Linked DNA regions of Cricetulus griseus: region 2 is linked to region 1. The links are chromatin contacts, called in public Hi-C maps. All regions are on one chromosome and are shown on one strand. Each heading gives the region's core, a stretch centred on a gene start, on an enhancer-like site or on the middle of the called end of the contact. The rest is flanking DNA. Distances are from core to core; before and after follow the strand shown. Region 1 holds the start of Nedd4l (E3 ubiquitin-protein ligase NEDD4-like). Region 2 holds the start of Nars1 (asparagine--tRNA ligase, cytoplasmic).

Region 1 (3,908 bases), core at 763-3,262:
CCTCATCCAGGGAGCCCTTTGTTCAGTATCTCAGCACCTCCAAGAGCTCAGACTGCCCTCCAGCTCTAGACAAGGAGCTAGGAGGAGAATCCCCTGGGTAAACAAAACAAGTCTACTTTCACCCATCTCCAGGTAACAGCTAACAGCACACACACACACACACACACACACACACACACACACACACACACACACTTTATTTTACACAAGCATGACAAATAATCAAAAACATATCACACATTATTTGCATTGTGATCATTCTTTGATAAAATAAGCAATCCAGCAAGCACTATCAAAAAATAAAATCAACCCTTACATGCCCTGCCTACCTCAAGATACCCATTTCATTCCACACTTAGGTAGAATACACACACTCACACACCATGCCACAGTAGGAAAGCAGTACACACACACACACACACACACACACACACACACACACACACACACACATGCCAATAGGGAAGCTGCTGAAAGCAAAGCCATAACGTGAATCTGTGAATCGGTCTCACATAATAGACTCTCTTTAAACCCCACCCCCATCTCCAGAGAAAGAGAGAACCTCAGAAAGAAAGGAGCGAGGGTAAGAAAGAGAAATCAAGAAAGCCCAAATTTCCAGGCATCCACTTTTCATGAAATGCACAACCAGGATAGGAAATACCTCCCCGCTGAGTAATGCTTCATGGGTTGTAAATTCACCTCTCGAAAGGGGAGCCAGACCTGGGCGCGCACCCCGCCAGATGGCGAACCACTCCTACCTGCTCCATCCAGCCTGCCTGTCACTCCGAGCCCGCGACAGGCCTCCCACCCCCCTTTTTGGCAGAGCAACACACCAATAAGAGTCGAGAATGGCTGGTCGAGTGAGGGCTGAGCAGTGATTTAGCAGGATCCTTTCAAAAGGGGGAGTGGGGACCGCGATGAGCGAGTGAGATTTTTTAAAAACAAAGCCCTCTCCAGTCAAACCGACCGTTTGGGGGTGTGGCTTATTTCATTCGTTTTATTAATAAAAGAGATCAATGGAGCTTTCTTCTCTCCACCCACCCCAGAGGTGCGGGGCTTTGAATCCTCTTGACGAAGGAGAAATGGCAGGGCTGCAAGCTTCCCCTAAGTTTCCTGCAGCACCTGCCTCCTTCTCAGATCACCTCCACACACCAAAATAGAGGAGTTCGAAACGCACAATCCCAGCTCCAGACTTTGCAAGACCCAGGGGCGGCCGTACACAACTCTCCCGGTGTCACCCCCCCCCCCCCCGGGATCTGCACACATCCGCTGCCGAGCGCCCACTAGCAAGAAAAGTCCCAGAAGGAGACACCACCAGGCTCCTCAACAATCCCCAGATAGCCTGCGCCACGCAGAGACCCCTGCAGCGACCCAGACGTGACACTTGTCACGGACTCCTGGCTGCAGGGGCATGACCAGGAAAGTTGCCTAACAGCCCTGAGAGACGCAGCTTGCAGAGGAAAGGGACCCGCGGGGCAGCGACTCACGCGGCCTCCGCCCACCCCGAGAGCCCCGGGCAGAGGAGCGGAGCGCTTCACCCGGACAAGTCACCCACCGCTCCGGACCGCTCTGGGTCACCCGGATTCCGGGACCCACTGCTAGCAAGGGACGCGCGCAGCGGAGTGGCCCCGTCCTCTCCCCACAACGCTCTAGGCAGAAACTCACCTCCTCTTCCGAAAGTCCGTAGACGGGCTCCCCGAGCCCGGTCGCCATGGAGCCGGCGCCCCGCGCGGGGTCCTAGACGCTGCGATCGGCTGAAGTGCGTCGCGGGGCCGCGACCCTCTGTCCTTCTGCGCCGCCGGGCGGGGAAGGGCCGGCAGGTGAGGCTGCACCCGGCCGCGGCGCCGCTTCCTCCCGGAAGGCTGCGGGGACGCGCGGACTGGCGGCTCCGAGAGCGCGCCGAGCGGCGGCTGGCCGAGCGCTCTCTCTGCTCAGCGCTCAGCCCGCGGGCTCCCGCCCCCGCCGCTGGCTCTCCCGGCCTCCCCAAGCCCCGCTCAGCGATCCCTGGGACCCGCGCCCCCGCCCCTCGCCTGCTCCGCCCGGCCCGCCCTCTCCGCCCCGCCTGCGCCGCCCGGCGCCCACGGCGACCCTCCCGTTCGCCGGGGCGGGCACTGGCGCCCCCCAAGCCAATCACAGGCCGGGTTGGGGGGCGGGCCGCGGGGGTGGTGGTGTTTCGCCCCACGCCCACCCCACCCCCAGCGCCTCCTGGGTCACCCGCCGCAGAGTCCTGGACTGGGGCGCGCCCTGGCGGGCTGGGCCTGCCGGGCTGACCCTCTTACTTGCCCCGCTTTTCTCTGCCTTGGGGACCCGGTGGAGTGGACCTTAGGGGGACCATGAAGACGCCGTGCAAACAACAACAAAACCATTGTTTCCATTTTTATCTTTCTTTTTTTTTTCTTAACCCGAAGTCTCCAGGAGCGTTAAAGGGGCGACGATGCATGTTTCTAGACCCCCTTTAAATTCTTGGCAGCTATGGCAGGCCAGACTTGGCTCACCGCGTCAGCTCCCCGAAAGGATTCGCCTGGCCGGGCGGCCAGCCTAGGAGAGGCTGCCCCGTTGTGGCCGCGAGTCGCCATTGCCGATGTCAACTCTACTGGGAACAAAACCAACTCTGCGCCCGCGCTGAGTACACACCCACCCACTTGAAACCGGGCTGCCTGGTTCTTTGATAAAAGCTCGGGCTTTTTTTGTAAGGCACAACGTGAAATACCAAATTCAACTTTAAGTTTGTCCTTTACATATGCAAACCTTGGAGACGTCTTATTAGCCACCGTAGGAGTCTTCCCACATTCCAGATAGGGAATTTCTCTAGCAAGCCCTTCATTTAATCTTTCGAAGTACAGGAATGCAAGAAGCTACTTTAAATAAGTTAAGAGAAATTCGTCACTCTACTTTTTTCAAGAAGCCTCCCCTAAGAGCCAGCCGTGGTGGCACACGCCTTTTAATCCCAGTACTGGGGAGGCAGAGGCAGGCAGATCTCTGCGAGTTCAAGGCCAATCTGGTCTACAGAGTGAGTTCCAGGACAGCCTCCAAAGCCACAGAGAACCCTGTCTCGAAAAACCAAAAAACCCAAACAAAAAAAAAAAACAAAAACAAAAGGAAGGCATTCGATCCTAAAAATAAGTGTTGTGTGCAGTGGTAAATTAGAAACAAGAACAGAAAGAACGTGCTATTTTCCTTTAAAAAGAAATCATCAGAGTGTCTGGTTTTGTCTGGGAGGTTAGGATTTTCACTGAAGGAAGAGAGAACAGATCAACAGAGTCACCTTGCCTGGCCCACCTTAATGATCAAATACCTGGTGTACACCCTGAAAGGCGGTCCCACACTCCCCAACTTTAGCTCTCCCTTTCATCCCTTGCAATGTGTCCCATGTAATAGCTTTCCTTTGAAGCCAGCCTTGTGGAATCAACACACTGCTCCGAATCCTCGGAATTCAGAGCCATCAAGTTTATATGGCGCTTAGGTGCCACAAGAGCCCTACCAAGAAAAATAAAGATTGTGAAGGAACATTTCCCAGAACTCTGCTCGTGTTTTCCCATCAAGAATTTTCAACTTATCAAACCTAGACTATTTTTCTTTTTTATAAAAAGTACACGGACACACACACACACACACACACACACACACACTCATTTTACACGCCCTTCTCTGTGCCTCTGACCCATATAAATGGAAGTTCCTTAATATACACAAGCAGAACTTTGTCAAATTTGCACCTTATGTTACAAGGTCAGTAGAAAGAGCTAATAAACTCCAGAAAGAAAACCATCTTTCTGGCGGGGGGGGGGGGGTTTCCAGAGATGATTTGGTTACAAGCCTATCCTCCTTCGAATGCCTGTAACTGGAACTGCACAGGATCAAATGAGTACTTCCGTCTTCACATATGGGCACACACGCATGCAGACATA
Region 2 (3,717 bases), core at 1,209-3,708, 340 kb after region 1:
TAACTGTGTGACAGGGAGGGAAGACAACATCAAAACAGACCAAAAGTTACTATTCTTTATTCCACAATATAAATAATAGATAGATAGACAGATAGATAGACAGATAGATGGACGGACGGACGGACGGACGGACGGACGGACGGACGGATGGATGGATGGAAGAAGCTGAAAGTTCAGATGTGTGATACTCAGCCTGCTGCCTCAACTTCCAAAGTTAGTTTCTGCTGAATGTCTTGAGGGCCTGACTTGATGTTATTGTTTCTGTCTGCTGCTATTCGTTCCTTTACTTAGAAGTCTCACCCCAGGGGACATTTTGAGGTGCCCAAGAATCTCAGTGGGGACTCCAGCTGGCTGCCTTAATCAGGCAACTACTTTCACTGAATAAGGTGAAAAAGATGGATGTCGAAACAGGAAGTCCTTAGGTTTCAAGGAAATGCTATCAGCACTCCCATATAATGGCCTGAAGCAAAAGACAAGTCACTAGCAGCTGGGGAAAGATAGTCAGAGACATTATGGGACACTGGCTAGGGAGCCCATTCATGCAGATGGGAGGTGGGGAGGGTGAGGGGATGGGGAGAGTGAGGAGTCCACCAGAACTCTCAGAAATTAGGTTGAAGGTTTAATTCACATATGATCAGGTAACAAAAGAGTACCAAGTGCCACTTCCTCATTCAGATAAGTGTGGATGTCAAACACATAATAGGCATTTTTGTATAATAGGTCATTTTTAATCTTTACTTTTTGAAAGATGTATTCTTTCCATGTTACAAAGGTATCCAGGACTCAAGAGGTTAGGGTCAGGATCAAGGTCAAGGTCATGGAGCCAGAAAATAGAGTTGTGTTATTTTCAAGTGTATGTGGCTTCAGAGTTCTACTTGCTCAAATTTGTATTCCTTAATGAGATATTAATTTTTAAACGATTTTATTTTTTATTGCTCCTGGTGGCTCACAAATAATTCACAAACTGGAAGTGGCTTAGGGATCACCAAAAAAAAAGTTCTCCAGGAATTAACGAACTAACTTTTGCTCAAATTTAACACTCGAATTTGAGAGGGAAGTTGCATCTTCAGTTCCTTAAAATAGTAGTCTCCTAGTGAGATCTCCACTGTTGTCTGCAGTTACAAATCTTACACATTATTTACATATTCCATGCACTACACTCCTTCTCAGGCTGGGACGAGGTAAGAAGCCATCACCGTGATTTCCCTCTCTTCTCTCTTCAAAATTTGTTTTGTGGAGCAAAATATTCAATACTACTGAATGCTCTTGGAAGACGTCTGAGAGTTTGGGGTTTGACAGGACCCAGGAGAGGAACCCGGAAGCTACCCGATGCCAATATGGCGACGTCGGATTCGTATGCCCTGAACATAATAAGCAGGGGGCTATGGTTAAAGTTAAATATAGACATTCCCTTTTACAGTGCACCTCAAACCAAATAGACACGGTAGAGAGACTAGAACAATCCTGAGAACAGAACGGGAACACCGTGACCTCAAGAGCGCCCCTAACCTAGCCACATCCTCAACAATGCCTCTAATTAAACACAATTCCATCAATCAATAAAGGGTACTGACAAATTTCAGTCTGTTTCTGAAAGTGACTCTCAGCTATGCATCAAGGAAACGCCAGTTTCTGGAAGATGTGATTAAATGAGGCTGTTTAGCAGAGTTAACCAAGCGCTTCCTTAACTCCAGACTGCGTTGGGAGCAAGCGCTAAGCGGATCCTGGCCAGACCTACTCATAATCTGACTGGTGGCATACAAGATCCACCGCCAGATTCAGGGAGTACGGTCGTCTGTAGGTATCTCAGGGAGATCAACACTACCCATGCAAATAAGGAAATAACGAACGCCTTATATCAAATAGCATAGTGTCTGCAGTGAGATTGCATAAATCCTCTTGCATATTTTAAATCATCTGTGGATTAGCACATAAACTAATGCAATTGAATGCTATATAAACTGTTGTTTTATTGGGGAAGCAGGTAGTTAGTCAGCTCATCACAATTTTTCTTCTTCGTTTTTTTAAAAGTCTATTTTAGGGGGCTCAGCGGTTAAGAGCACTTGTTGCTCTTTACGAAGGACCTGGGCTCTCAACCATACATAACTCCGATTCTAAGGGATGCGATGACTTTTTTTTTTTTTTACAAGGCACGCACCTGGTGCACGTACACACATGCCGGCAAAAAATCATACACATAAAATAAAAAAACAAATAATTAAAAAACAAAACAACACCGTTTTCCCCCATGGTGGTTGAATCTTTCAGAAACAGAACCTGCTATGCGTTCAGCTAGGCGCAGAGCTGGGAACGCAGGAAGCTTGAGACCCGGTTCCGCCTCGGTAGCCCAGACAAGGCACCCCGCCCAGTAGCTTCGAACCGGAAGTGTTCTCTTCCCTGAACAAAGATGGCGGCCTCTGAGTCACTTGACCTCCTCCTGTAGCCAATGGATGTTCGATGTTCCGCTGACTCATATCCGCGACGGCTGTTTCACACAGTATGATGCAACTCCTCAGTCACGGAAGCCTTCTGTGCACGTTGAGGTGACCAGGTGGCGGGGGTGCAGAGTAGATGTCCTCGGAGGTGATCAGGGCGACCGCAGGGATGGTACTAGGTGAGTGGTCCAGTACAGAAATGTTCCGGCAACTCCCTTTAGGCTTGGCGCAGCATGGGCGCACTCCCAAATATTTGTGGGGTTCTGGTCCTTCGCCCCACATCTCAGACCTGGGCCACCTGGGCACCAGACTCGGTGGCCCGAGTCCGGTTCTGCTTCAGCCCTGTGGGTCCCTCGGCCACCGCCTTTCTGGACCAGCCCTACTGTGAAAGTCTCGTGATTCCGCCTACACTGGGGCGCTGCGAGGCGCTCCGACCTAGAGAAACCCCCAAATAAGCAGTTCTTCAGTTGATCTTCTGGGATGGATTTAAGACTTAATTATTTTTCGCACAGTCTCATTTTTCTGCTGAGATTTGCAGCAGTAAAAATAAAAGATTTAAGAGACCGAGGCAATGTCACAGTTAAACCTAGCAGTCGTGAGGCCCTCTGCGGTTTAGCCCCAGAGTTGGGTTTGTTTTGAAAAGCAGAGGGGACCGACGTCTTCATTTGCTGTCTGTGCTTCGTTTCCTGGGATGCTTGATTCACACCTTGTTCTAGTTCATCCTCAGTACATACAACCCTGTAAGCTGTATATTTTTCTGACTTTATAGATAAGGAAATAAACACAGAAAGGTTAAATAAATTCTCCCCAGGTCACCCTGGTTTTTAAGGTACAGCATTTATTTGATCAAGATAGGATGAATTTCAAAATTCTGGCTTTATTGTTGTACAGTCAAGTAAAGAGAAGTATTAACAGTTAAAATAACAAAAGTTCCTTTAGAAAAGTCAGATTTGTAATTTATTGTGTTAGGTGGGATAGTTTTTTAAAAGGAAGATTGGAAAAATAATAATGTTGATTTCTTTTGGGCTGTGGGAGTTTTCTGTTCCTAAAGATAGAAAATGGATGTAACAGCAGCACTTTAAAGAGAGAGTTATTGATGAATATGATGAGTAACTTTTCCATCTTTTAAAAAACAGCAGAGCTGTATGTCTCTGATCGAGAAGGAAATGATGCAACAGGAGATGGAACTAAGGAGAAACCATTTAAAACAGGCCTAAAGGTAACCTCATTGGGGTAACTGCTCCACATTTAGGAATGACTGTTGGTAGTGAAGTGAGTTGTC

What was found. A called contact is a pair of places that touch in the nucleus more often than the background predicts.
Region 2: a Hi-C map of the CHL-YN cell line shows a contact between it and region 1, with 6 times the contacts expected there. The contact joins the promoter of Nars1 here to the promoter of Nedd4l in region 1. A contact is called at or near these places in 2 of 8 Hi-C or Micro-C datasets (the CHL-YN cell line and fibroblasts).

What each region holds. Positions count from the first base shown.
Region 1 is chr2:174,385,987-174,389,894 of CriGri-PICRH-1.0, forward strand. Nedd4l (E3 ubiquitin-protein ligase NEDD4-like) reads right to left here and starts at 2,013. Exons shown (of 30, transcript XM_027402751.2): 1 at 1,666-2,013. The coding sequence starts at 1,713.
Region 2 is chr2:174,727,388-174,731,104 of CriGri-PICRH-1.0, forward strand. Nars1 (asparagine--tRNA ligase, cytoplasmic) reads left to right here and starts at 2,459. Exons shown (of 15, transcript XM_027402754.2): 1 at 2,459-2,614; 2 at 3,572-3,654. The coding sequence starts at 2,572. It overlaps LOC103163359 (a long non-coding RNA gene), which reads right to left and starts at 2,418. Exons shown (of 4, transcript XR_003482795.2): 1 at 2,278-2,418.